Linked DNA regions of Sus scrofa: region 2 is linked to region 1. The links are chromatin contacts, called in public HiChIP or PLAC-seq maps. All regions are on one chromosome and are shown on one strand. Each heading gives the region's core, a stretch centred on a gene start, on an enhancer-like site or on the middle of the called end of the contact. The rest is flanking DNA. Distances are from core to core; before and after follow the strand shown. Region 1 overlaps CREBL2 (cAMP-responsive element-binding protein-like 2). Region 2 overlaps BORCS5 (a long non-coding RNA gene).

Region 1 (6,835 bases), core at 1,387-3,886:
TTTATATCTGTTCTTGTGCCAGTATTACACTATCCTGATTACTGTAGCTTTCTAAAAAATTTTGAAATCAGAAGGTATGACCCCTCCACCTTTGTTCTTTTTCAAGATTGCATTGGCTATTTTGGTTCCATTATATTTCCATATGAATTTTAGGATTATCTTGTCAGTTTCTGCAAAAAGTTAGATGGAATTTTGATAGGGATTGTGTTGAATATGTAGCTCAATTTGGGGAGTATTGTCATTTTAATATTAAGTCTGCCAATTCATTAATTTGGAATATCTTTTTTTTTTTTTTTTTTTTTTTGTCTTTTGTTGTTGTTGTTGTTGCTATTTCTTGGGCCGCTCCCGCGGCATATGGAGGTTCCCAGGCTAGGGGTTGAATCGGAGCTGTAGCCACTGGCCTACGCCAGAGCCACAGCAACGCGGGATCCGAGCCGCGTCTGCAACCTACACCACAGCTCACGGCAACACCGGATCGTTAACCCACTGAGCAAGGGCAGGGACCGAACCCGCAACCTCATGGTTCCTAGTTGGATTCGTTAACCACTGCGCCACGATGGGAACTCCTGGAATATCTTTCTTTTATTAGATCTTCTTTAATTCCTTACAGTGATTTTTAATGGTTTTCAAGTGTTTAAGTTTTGTATTTGTTTTATTACATTTGTTCCTAAGTATTGTGTTCTTTTCTGTGCTCTCCTAAATGGAATGTTTTCATAATTTTGTTTTCAGCTTATTCATTGTGTATAGAAACACAACTGATTTTTATATATTGATCTTGTATTTGCAACCTTGCTTAACTCATTTATCAGCTCTAATAGTTTTTTCTGGATTCCTTAGAATTTTCTATGTATATGATCATATATATCATCCTTAAATAGAAATAGTTTTACTTTTTCCTTTCTAATCTGAATGCCTTCTCTTTCTTCTTCTTGCCTTCTTGCTGTGGCTAGAACTTCCAATACAATGTTGACAAGATCCTTCGTTTCTGACCTTTGGGGGGAAGCATTCAGTCTTTCACCTTTATGACATTTGCTGTGGATTTTTTTCATAGATGCCCTTTATCGGGGTGAAGAAGTTCCCTTCTATTCCTCATTTGGGTGTTTAATTTTCTTTTCTTATGGCAGCTTTGGTTTTGGTATCAGGCTGATAATTGGTTCATAGGATGAACTGGGAAATGTTCTTTCCTTTCTTGTCTTTTGAAAGAGTTTCTAAAGAATTAGTGTTAATTCTTCAAATGTTTGGAGAATTCTTCAAATGTTTGGAGTCACCTGGACCCTGACTTTCTCTATGAAAAAATTTTTAATTACTTTTCCAGTTTCTTTGTTATAGGTCCTTTTAGATTTTCTATTTCTTCTTGAGTCAGTCTTACTACTTTGTGACTTTCCAGAAATTTGTCAATTTCAACCACGTTATCTAGTTTTGGGGCATGTAATTTTTCATAGTATTCCCATATAACCATTTTTACTTTGGTGAAGTTAATAGTGATGACTTCTCTCTCAGTCTTGATTTTAGAGTTTTGAATGTTTTCTCTTGGTCAGTCTAGGTGAAAGTTTGTCAATTTTTTTGGTCTCTCAGAAGAACCAGGTGGTGTTTTTTTTTTTTTCCTGTTGTTTTTCTAGTCTCTGTTTCATTTATCTCTACTCTAATATTATTTCTTTCATCTACTTGCTTTGGGTTTAATTTGCTCTTTTTTCCCCTAGTTTCTTAAAGTAGAAAATTAGGTTATTGGTTTTAAAATATTACTTCTTTCTTTATTTAGATGTTTATAGCTCCTGGGCACTGCTTTAGCTTTATCTCATAAAGTTTTGGTATGTTTTCCTTTTCCTTCATCTTAAAGTATTTTTTAAATTTCCCTTATGAGCTCTTCTATGACTCATTGGTTATTTAGGAATGTCTTTTTTTTAATCTGTCATATTTATTAAATACTTATTGTGTACTAAGATAAAATATATGTGACCAAGTCCCTGGTGCTTACTTTCTGAAAATCATGATCTGTAGTTTTTAACTTATTTCAAAGGAGAAAGTGTTAAAAAAGTTAGCAGAAAAGTAGATTTTCATTCTTACTTGCTTATGATAAATAGACTTTAACATTTTTAATATCTAATGAAGACAGACTTAGTATTACAGAGGCCCTACTGAAATCTAACATCTCTAATATCCTACCTTTGTGAAGTACGTTCTCTGTGCAGGGCAAGACAAAATCAATGGCTGGCAGGTTTCTTTTCTTAGCAGTTGGGGTTAGGTGGACAGGCCTTGTGTTTCCCTTTGTACCTTTGGTCCCCAGCTCACAAGTGTGTTTTGGGGAGGAACAGGAGGTAACATGGATAGCCAATAAAGAGGTACATTGTTGTAAAAATAGCTGTTTAAAATTTCATATCGCTTTATGTCAGGAGAAATAAAATTAGAACAGAAAATAAATTTGGGGGTTATTTTCATAGTTTTCTTTGGAGTTTGTGTTGGTGCATAAAAATCAGTACTTTTCTTTAGCTACAATAATGTGCTTCCTCACAGAAGACATAGGAGAGCGGGGGGGGGGGGTGAAAAAGAAAATGTGGTTATTACCGAGTTTGTGAAAATTTTAAGAAACACTGGTAAGACTTAACTTGTGGCTCAGAGATCTTTAAGGAATTTGTGAGGTTGATTTCAGTTTTAGTTTCTGGTTCTTAATTTCTAATTAACTTCCCTTATCTGTCCCCCAGTCTTTATGGCTTATGAAATATATAAAATTCATTTGTTAGGACAACTTAGTATACTAAGCTACATTTGTATAATACTCTCTTTCTTTTTACAAAGTGCTTTCATACATTATTTTACCTAAGATTTACAGAAATGCTGTGATGTGCTTGACTCTTGGAAACCGGTACACTAATCAGATTTTAGCTAGCACCAGAAGCCAAAAATTCAGTTTATTACTGAGGAAATATTAAGCTAGAGTAGTGGTGGTTTTAAATGTAATTTTACAGATGACATAAAATGAAAGAGCCCTGGGTTGCCTTCCTACTTTAAAAAAAAAGTAATAAAACACTTCCAATTTAAGTATTTTGCTACCATGAAAACTAAACAAAGGGTTATAACTTTTATTTGATTTTTATGACTATGCTAGGTTTGTATAAAAAAATCAATGAAATCTTTGAAGTACACTGTGTCCTCTCACTGGCTTCTGAAAGGCAGCCATTCCTGAATTCCATTCCTGAATTAATTAAAAGCAGCAGTATATGAGATATTAGATTATAGCAGGGTGTGATTGATGACTCATTTTAATGCCTAAAGAATAGATGTGATTACTGTTTATTTCACTATAGACATGAGTTTAGACATGACTGTACTTGAAGCAGCGCAGTCACACACAGATTGCTAGGGATGGAATTGTTTGCCAAAGAAATTTCTGGCCTTTCCCTTTCCACATAAGGTTTTTTTGAAGAAAGGAACTGGGACAAGAGATCTGTCATGTAGTTAAGGTGACAAGAAATCTTATTAAATTTCAGTCTGGTTTGACAGTTGCTTGTCCTTACGATTTTTTGAAAGTGGAATTTAGTTTCACAAAAACTATGTGGAAACCAAGCCAGAGATAAGGATTCTTCCCTGATGCAGGTTAGGTAAATATAGTGCTTCTTAAAAACTACGTCAGTAGCAAATACACTTTATTCTAATGTAGGGTGATTTCAAAATATTTTATTACAATTTTACAGTTGATGTAATGTAAGGATAATTTAAAATTTAGTCCATGGTAATATTTGGTCCACTAGTCATCCTACAATTGCTAATTATATATTCGACTCTGAAGAAAAGTTTCTTGAGGTGTATATTATTATTTGGGGGGGAAATGTGATGATGCAGAATAGGAAAGCTTTAAAATACCAGTTTTTGAAAAGTTGCAACTAATTTGGGAATAGTACTCAAGTAGCTAGCGTTTAAGATGGTGGTGTAAAGAAAAGATATTTTCTCAGAGCCTCAGAGTATTCGATCTCATTTCAGAACCCCCTTAAAATGCTAGATGCAGTAGCTAGCCATCATATTGTGACACAGGCTTTGGTAAATATAGCTAGTTCCCATTTGAAGTTTGGCTTTCCTGACCTAACTATCATACTGCATAATGATCTGATCTTTATATGGTACCGGGTACTGTTGGTGTATGGTATTAATAGTGATTTCAAACAAACAGATCAGAGTTTTTCTATATCCAAATAAATATTGATCCTTTTAGTTTTATTACCTGTGAGGCTTCTATGTTTATTCCAGTGACTTGCCAGTATTTGAGTTTTGCATCTTCTCTTTTAATTGCCTTTAAAGACTCAGCATTATTCTTTTCAGTATACTGAAGTTAATGACATTTTTATTCTCTGAGAGTAATTTTCAGAAAGAACTAGACATCATTCAGAACCTCATCAGATAAAGTGGACAATTAGGTTGTTTGGGAATTTAAAGAATAATGTATCACTAGAAAGTAATGTGGCACATTGTGTTGTGGCTTGTAAGAAACTGGCTCCAAAAGCAGCTTCCAAGAAAGCTTGTTCATTGGAAAAAGGTACCCCTTTCAAGATGACTCCTTTAAAGGAAATTCATTTGATGTATAAGTTCAGGTTCATTTATTTTAAAATTCATTATCTTTATCTCAAAATTACATCTTGTATAAGCACTTGAGGACATTCCAAAGCTAAACAATGAAGAAGATCAAATTACTCTGCCAGTCACCAAAAACTTGTGCCTATACAGGTAAATAAATAACAAGGATATTGAGAGGATGTTTCTGATACAAATGGGAGCAGTTAGAAATCTCCCGAGACAGTCTAGGGTTATAATTATAGACTTTGAAAGGCAGGAGAGAATTATCCTGCGGATTTCAGGGACTTCCTGTATGTTCCTTTGGGCTCAGCAAATTTGAAGAGGGAATCAATAGCCAAATTTCTTAGGATATGGATTTATTTATTTATATATGTACACAGTTTTATATATAAATTTATACTTTTCTAATGGTAAATATTTAACAATTATAAAATTACACATTAGAAAAAAGCTATTTATCATCACACTTAACAGAGAAATCCTCACTGACCTTTTGTTGACATCCTTTCTTCTAAGTGTTGTTTTATGATTGAGATCATACTGAACTTACGATTCCAAATATTGATTTTTTTTACTTATTTTCTTAAGTCAATAAAAATTCTTTGTGAACAAATATTTAGTGGCAATCTTTTAGTTTTTTATTATCCAGCTACATATGGTTCATAAAGTTTACTATTAAGCTATGTAAAGGTTATTATTAGAAAAAGTTTATTATTTAAAGAAATAATGAAAACTTATATTATTGCTTCTCTCACATTCATGGTATCAGAAGTAGCAGGAGAGGAGTTCCTGTCATGGCTCAGTGGTTAATGAATCCAACTAGAAACCATGAGGTTTTGGGTTCGATCCCTGGCCTTGCTCAGTGGGTTAAGGATCTGGCGTTGCCATGAGCTGTGGTGTAGATCATAGACGTAGCTCGGATCCCAAGTTGCTGTGGCTGTGGGCCGGCAGCTACAGCTCCAACTGAACCCCTAGCCTGGGAACCTCCATATGCCGCGGGTGCGGCCCTAAAAAGACAAAAAGAAAAAGTATCAGGGAAAAAAATAGGAAGCAAAGAATCATAAGGCATTTGATGGAATTATGCTTTCTTAGTTCCACAGGCTCTGTTTATTACTTGAAAACGTTTTCCTTGCTCATATGCAGCCACATTCACTTTCCTAGACCCAGAACTAAGGGAAAAAATGCCTACTTCTCTCTCTCGAAGGTGGTTGGAGGCAAAGTGAAGAAGCCTGGCAAACGCGGTCGAAAGCCAGCCAAAATCGACTTGAAGGCCAAACTCGAGAGGAGCCGACAGAGTGCAAGAGAGTGTCGGGCCAGGAAAAAACTGAGGTACCAGTATTTGGAAGAGTTGGTATCCAGTCGGGAAAGAGCCATTTGTGCCCTCAGAGAGGAACTGGAAATGGTGAGAAAGTCTGTCAATAAATGCGCGAAACAATCAACCTAAGCTACATTAAAACATGAAGACACCAGTTTTCACCTATCCAGTTGAAAAACATGGAAAAGAAATATTAATCTGTTAGCCAGCACATAGACAGATAAGCAGTTCATACACTGCTAGTGGGAGGAGAAAGTGACTATTTCATTGAGGATTGTTTATGATTTAAAAACAAACAAGGAAAATAACCCAAATGTTCAATAATAGGGGATGGATTAAATAAATTATACTACATTCATATATTGGATGACTTTGCATCCAATAGAAATCACAATGCACACATATGTTTACTGATTAGAGACACATTTACACTATATTGCTAAGTGGAAAAAGCAGTATAATATGTAACACTATGCATAGTATTGTACCATTTGTGTTTGATATTTATTTATTTATTTGACCTGTGTTTATTCATTCATTCTTTCATGTAGACTTTGGGTAGTGGCTGTAGACTATAAAAGAGAATAGGTGAAAGAGACTAGAAAGCCCCTTACCATTAGTTTAGGAAAGGAGGTGACAAGTTGGAAAAGAAGGAGGTAATACTACCACGATCATTACAAAACTGGGGCAGGCTCTCCCAGCTTGTTAGAGGGCAAGGAGATAAAGTTGGGGCATGAAGAAAGTCCAGTTATACATTATTCAGTAGACTTTTTTATCTTTTATGCTATTTTTTTTGTCTTTTTTTTTTTTTTTTTTTTTTTGCCATTTCTTGGGCCGTTCCTGCAGCATATGGAGGTTCCCAGGCTAGGGGTTCAGTCGGAGCCATAGCCACAGGCCTACACCAGAGCCACAGCAACGCGGGGATTCGAGCCGTGTCTGCAGACTACACCACAGCTC
Region 2 (6,835 bases), core at 1,145-3,644, 240 kb before region 1:
CTCCGGGGTGTGCTTATGGAGCGGCCTCCTTCCTCTATCTGTCCTGTAAATTCTAGACACCTTAGTGTCTGCATATTCCACTCCCTCTTCAACTCCTGGAGGCTACCGGACCTCCCTGGCCTGCATCCTGGGAACCGCCTCTCAGCAGTAAGCTGGGGAAATGATGGAGCTCACTTTCTTTCCCTCCTCTTGGTGCTCAAAGTCCTGCACTACCTGTTAGACAATGTCCGAAAAGAGTGTTTCATGTATTTTGTCTGATTTTCTAGCTGTTTATTGACTGGCAGGTATAACAGCAGTTAATCCTTTGTGGGGAGAGGCAGAAATCCTCTCCAAAGATGGCTTTTCCTCTGTATTTTTCTGTCGATCACCACTTCTTCAGTTTACTTAAGCGCCTCATGCTGATGGCTTTTGATGACCACGTTGATCATTCATTTCTGCAAAATATTGGTATATCCTTGCCCAGGTCCTGGTAGTGCTGCAGACAGTGGAGATACAAAGAAGATGGAGACACACTTGCTGTCCTTTGGGAGCTTATAGCTTTGGGAGTGATTTAGACAGGTAAATATAACTCATAGTGACATAGCCTGTGTAACACTGGTCATGTGCCCAAAAGACTAGGAAGGCCCAGAGGAGGGAATCATTCATTTGACCTTGGAATTTGGGGCCGGCTTCACAGAGGAAGTAACATTGAAGCTGAGCTTTCAGGGACGGATGGAAGGCAGCCACATGGAGAAGACAGGGCCAGGGAGGGTGTCCATGGCTGAAAATCTTCCATGTAGATAACAAGATAAAATTAAAAGATGCCAAATGAATTCTTGACCAAAACTACATCTGGGATATACTGTTTTAATTTTCTGTTCTTAGTCTAAATACCCAAATATATGCAGGTTAAATTCTGATTTTAATTTTAAGCCATATTAAACTCAACTTCTTGGAATAATTATCAGATAGTTTATGTACTGATCATTCATTCTTGTTTGTTTCTCTAAACTTTCAATTTGCGTTCTTTTACAAATTTAAACAAAATACACATGGTTTATTTTAGCTGGTATCCAAGGATATATCCCTTTAAGCAATAACATTTCCTGCCTGAGCTGGGCTTTTATGCCTGGAATATGACAGTGAAGATGAATGTACAGTATATATTTCCTTTTAAGGTTCTGGCTTGTAGTTTCTGCTAAGTGGCAGCCTAGAAACATTCTAAGACTGAATAGTATAAAATTTTGTTAGTCATTTTGAATTTTTCTACTTTTCCAAAAACCACATATAAAAATTCTTCTATTTTAAAACACAGTGGAAAAAAAATAAAACAAAGCACATTGGTATTTGAGACACATGTTTATTTAGGAAAGCCCAGATTTTAAAGATATTCCCAGAATTAAAAAAATTTCTTATCTCCCAGCCCCCAAATTTTAACTGATTATTAGACATTTATTTGATGCTAATTTAATCATATTTGGAACTGGTACTACATCAGCTTTCTCACTTCTGAGCACAGGTAGACATCACATGCTTTCTTAAAGCATGTAATGTTTCATATGTCTATTTATTCATTTAACCAAATTTGCTAAGTAAGGTCTTGCAGTTTATCAGATATTGTCAGTCTAGGGACACAAGAGCGAAAAACACCACTCTTTGCCTGAAGCGCTTACAGGCTAGTGATAAATTGTTGGCAGATAAATTGTGATTCAACAGGGTAATTGCTATAAATAAAGTATAACCCATCAGAGAACCTAAAGGATGGAAGAATTTATTCCGTCTGAAAGAGGCAGGAAACATTGACTGGAACAGCTTTAGAAGAATTTATATTTGTGGTCTTAATAATAATTATTTCCAAAACTTTAAATTATGAATAATAAAGCCACCTGGGGAATTTTTTTTTAATAGGGCAAAAAGACATTAAAACATTTTTTTCATTTTTTAAAGTTTTCTTGAGGTATAGTTGATTTACAGTGTTGTGATAATTTCTGCTGTACAACAAAGTTAAAACTTTTTTTTTTTTTTTTTGTCTTTTTAGGGTCATACCCACGGCATATGGAAGGTCCCAGGCTACGAGTCAAATCGGAGCTATAGCTGCCGGCCTACACCACAGGCGCAGCAACTTGGGATCCGAGCTGCGTCTGTGACCTACACCACAGCTCACAGCAACGCCAGGTCCTTAACCCACTGGAGCAAGCCCAGGGATCGAATTCGAGTCCTCATGGATGCTCATCGGGTTCACTAATCACTGAGCAACGACAGAAACTCCAAAACATTTTTAAAATGCTAGTGAATATCATAGTTCTTTCTCACATTTTGCTGCTTTTTTCCTAAGATGGCTTCCCTCTAGTGTAGTTCAATTTATAACAGTGCTGTGTTTTTGTTTTTAACACTTCTGCCACTAGATGTCACTAGACTAAAACAGTTGGTAAGCTGGAGGAAATTTGCTACAACCTTTGGCCATATTTGCAACGCCTTTGGTTAATTAAATTTACTCTGTACCACCTGGATTTCTCCTAAAACCGAGTCATGGCTTGCTTCGAGCACAAGCTGGTTGGAAAATATGTTCTGTGACACATTAAAACATGTCTGTGACACATTAAAACATGTTCTGTGACACATTAGTAATCTATAATTAGTTATTTTAGTGTTTATCAAGACAGAAAAGGAAAAATTGTACTGTCACAGGAAACTTTCAGTGACCTTAATTTTTTGGAGATAAACTCTGTTTTCAGTCTCACAGTACTCAAGGAAACATATATTACATCAAAATTCCTGAAGAGTTGGGGTTGTGTTTTAATCATCTCTAATTTCTCAGGGCCTGCCACAAAGCTTGGCACTTGGTAGGTATTCAGTAATGTTATTCAGCATTGCAGTAGTATATGAGGGTAGCTAGCATAGGAAAAAAAAAAGATAGGTCCCAAGTCTTCCTTTCGAAAAGTTTCATTTGGGAGACAAGAATCTAGAAAAACATATCCCCCAGCTCAGGGCATTGTGTATTTATTGGATGAGTCCTGCAAGTTGTTAAACTCTATGGGATTTCAGAGGATCAGTAATTGTTGGAAGCTAGGGGCAGTGATTAAAGGTGTCTTCAAGAAAGGGTTTTTAGAGATGAAAAGGGAGGGCAGGTACAAATGAAGAAAGCAATGAGCCAAGGTTCAAGGGTAAGAAGATGTGGGCAGTAAAGATTCAGAAGGATCGAGAACTCAAGGGCTTTGAAATTAAGCCTTATACTTGACTTAATATTTTTTTTGGGGGGGAGAGGACATTAAAGGATATTAGAGTGGGGGAATAATAATATGTTTGGTAATGCTTTGTAGTTTATAAAACATGAGCACTTGAAGAAAGGTGAGTTAAAGATGATTACTCTTTGATTTTAAAATGCTTCTGCTCTAAAGTTTTTAAAACGCACTTCTGGAGTTCCCTGGCGGCCTACTGGTTAAGGATTCAGCTGTTGTCATGGGTGTGGCTCGGGTTACTGCTGCAGCTCAGGTTTGATCCCAGGCCTGGAACTTCCGCTTGCCACGGGTGCAGCCAAAAATAGAATAAAATAAAGTGTGTTAAAAACACTTTCGTTTTAGGAGTTCCCGTCGTGGCGCAGTGGTTAACGAATCCGACTAGGAACCATGAGGTTTCGGGTTCGGTCCCTGCCCTTGCTCAGTGGGTTAACGATCCGGCGTTGCCGTGAGCTGTGGTGTAGGTTGCAGACGCGGCTCGGATCCTGCGTTGCTGTGCCTCTGGCGTAGGCTGGTGGCTACAGCTCCAATTCAACCCCTAGCCTGGGAACCTCCATATGCCGCGGGAGCGGCCCAAGAAATAGCAACAACAACAACAAAAGACAAAAAAAAAAAAAAAAAAACACTTCCGTTTTAAAAGAGGTGATACAGATGGAGGGCTCCACTTTGTGCCTTGTACTTAGTAAACTCTCAGTAAATGATTTTTGTTAATAATAATATTAAATCAGAAAAAATATTAAGGATAGTCTGCAAAGTAACTGACGACTGTTCTTCATAAGAGTCAAAGTTAGGAAGGACAAGGAGTGACTGAAGAATTGTGATAGGTTGGAGGAAACTAAGGAGACCTGTAATGTGGTCTTGGATTGAATCCTAGAAGAGGAAAGGGATGTTAATGGGGAAAATGGGAATTTGAATAAGGTGTATAGTTATATGATTGCATTATACCAATGTTAATTTTCTTGTTTTGATCACTATACTGTGGTTATGTACTATGTTAATATTAGGGGAAGCCGGTAAGGGGCAGGAACCCTATGCTTATGCAACTTTTCTTTTTTCGATTTTTAGGGCCACACTCTCAGCATATGGAAGTTTCTAGGCTAGGGGTTAAATCAGAGCTGCAGCTGCTGATCTACGCCACAGTCACAGCAACGTCAGATCCAAGCGGCATCTGTGACCTGTGCCACAGCTTGCTGCAACACCAGATCCCTAACCCACTGAGCAAGGCCAGGATCAAACCTACATCCTCATGGATACTATGTCAGCTTCTTCTTCTTCTTTTTTTAATTACTCAATGAATTGTATTAGATTTATAGTTGTACAACAATCATCACGACCAAATTTTATAGCGTTTCCATCCCAAACCCTCATTGCATCTCCCCACCCCCCAACCTGTCTCCTTTGGAAACCATAAGTTTTTCAAAGTCTGAGTCAGTATCTGTTCTGAGAAGAAGTTCATTGTGTCCGTTTTTTACATTCCATATGTAAGTGATAGCATTTGATATTGGTGTCTCTACTATGTCAGGTTCTTAACCCACTGACCCACAACGGGAACTCCTACGCAACTTTGTTAATGTTTCCAACAATGGCTTAGGAAAAGTTTGCAATTCCATATTTGAACTAAGTGTTCTACTGAGAGGTCCGATGTTAGAAGGTTTACAGTCTCCTACATTGTAGAATTTTTAGGTTGGACCATGTACTAGTATGGCTTTATGAGTTCCCTTGAAGACAAGGAAGTAGAACTCCTGAAAGCCCTGAGACCATCTTAACACCGCTAGACTTATTGTAGCTAATAGATAAATTTCCCCAGTGTCTTGGCCTTTGACTCTTCAACCTGTAATTTAATACACTCAGCCGCCTTTTCAGGAAGTTACAGTAATCTAATGAGGCTTCCCAGGGCTTTACCATCAACCCATATCCAGTATTTCAGTTTAAAAAATGATTTCTTAGAGAATTCTGTCTATGAGCCTTTCTTATACATTTCATTATCTTTACTCAGATTACCTGTGGGCCCAGAACAGTGGAGGAACAAATCCTGTTTGTAGAGGTGTTGGGTATAATCAAGTTCTAAAATCAGTGTAAGAATCTCATATATACGTATGGCCTTGGAAATTTTTTAAAAAGTGTCAATAAAGCATTCGTCCTGTATGAATGTTTAGAATGAAAGTTTTTGTGCACATACCTGGATATCAGACCTTTGTGACCTATCATAATTTAGGAATTAATTTGTAGTTTTTTTTTTTTCTTTTCTCTTGTGACTTGTTTGATATGAGGGAATACTGGATTCATAAAATCCATTGGGAAGTATTTCTTCTTTCCTGTAAGAGTTTGTGAAGGATTGGTATTATTTGATCTTTAAATATTTGATATGGTTCCCAGTGAAGCCACTGGGCCTAAGATTTTCTTTACTTGGTATAAGTCTATTGAGATTTTCTATTTCTCCTTGAGTCAATTTTGGTATTTTTTGTCTTTCATGTCCCTAATTTTATATTTTTTCATAATCCATTTTAATCCTTTAAATTTCTATGATGGCAATAGTGATGTTCTTCTTCCATTCCTGATTTTGATCATTTGAGTCTTTTCTCATTTTTTCTCGGTCATTCTGACTACAGATTTGTCAGTTTTGTTGATCTATTCAGTGAACCAAAATCACTGTCAAAGTGTCACTGATTTTTCTTCTTGTTTTCCTGTTTTCTATTTCATTGCTTTCTGCTCTCATCTTCATTATTTTCTTTTCTTCTGCTTGGTTTGGGTTTCATTTGCATTTCTCTTTCTGGTTTGTTGAGTTATGAGTTTAGTTGATTGATTTCACATCTTTTTTTCTGAAACGGGCATTTAAAAGCCAGAAACTTTCCTCTAAGCTCTGCTTTAGTCATCACTAAACCCAATGAAATTTAGAATTTCTCCTGTTATTTTTCTAGGAATTTTATAGTTTTGTGTTTTACATTTACGTCTTTGATCCATTTTGAGTTGCTGTTTGTGAATGGTGTAAGCCATGTGCACTTCTAAAGAGTATGTTCTCTCCAGCCATTGGCTCAAGTTGTTTGGGTTCAAGTCTTCTCTATCCTTATTGGTTTTAACTAAAAGAGTGAGTTACTAAATTTTAGTTTTACCAATTATTAAGAGAGAGTTACTAAGTTAATCACTGTTGTTGTTATTATTACCTTTCTGGCTGCACCTGTGGCATATGGAAGTTCCCCAGGCCAGGGATCAAACCCATGCCAGAGTAGTGACCTGAGCCGCTGCAGTGACAATGCAGGGTCCTTAACCTGCTGCAAGGTAATTCCCAATTATCTGTTACTGTTGAATTGTCTGTTGCTTCTTTCAATTCTGTCAGTTTTTCCTTCATTTGTTTTGAGGCTGTATTGTAAGGTGTGAATACATTTATCATTATTATATCTTTCTGATGTAATCACTCTAATATTATGAAAATTTTCCTTAATAATACTTTTTGTCCTAAAGATATTACTTTTGTCCTAAAGATAATAATATAGCCACTCTCTCTTATAGTTCTCTGCATAGTATATATCTTTTTTCTTCCTTTACTTTGAACTCATTTGTGTCTTTGAATCTAAGCTGTGTGTCTTATAAAAAGCGTATAGTTGGATCTTGCTGTTTTGTCC

The links. HiChIP or PLAC-seq counts read pairs in DNA pulled down with a chosen protein or histone mark.
Region 2: an H3K27ac HiChIP or PLAC-seq map of alveolar macrophages shows a contact between it and region 1. The contact joins two enhancer-like sites. A contact is called at or near these places in 3 of 47 Hi-C or Micro-C datasets (brain, embryonic fibroblasts and mesenteric adipose tissue) and 1 of 2 datasets of contacts at active chromatin or transcription factors (alveolar macrophages).

Annotation. Positions count from the first base shown.
Region 1 is chr5:59,811,047-59,817,881 of Sscrofa11.1, reverse strand. It overlaps CREBL2 (cAMP-responsive element-binding protein-like 2), which reads left to right. Exons shown (of 4, transcript XM_021092337.1): 2 at 5,768-5,965. Among named protein-coding and RNA genes, the nearest start is that of CREBL2, 17 kb to the left of the region's middle. Within about 2 kb of position 2,636, at least 2 of the 83 cell types and tissues checked have an H3K27ac peak or open chromatin away from gene starts, as enhancers often do. A contact at or near this core is called in alveolar macrophages, where this site is marked.
Region 2 is chr5:60,048,575-60,055,409 of Sscrofa11.1, reverse strand. The region is part of intron 2 of BORCS5 (a long non-coding RNA gene); the gene reads left to right. Among named protein-coding and RNA genes, the nearest start is that of BORCS5, 21 kb to the left of the region's middle. Within about 2 kb of position 2,394, at least 9 of the 83 cell types and tissues checked have an H3K27ac peak or open chromatin away from gene starts, as enhancers often do. A contact at or near this core is called in alveolar macrophages, where this site is marked.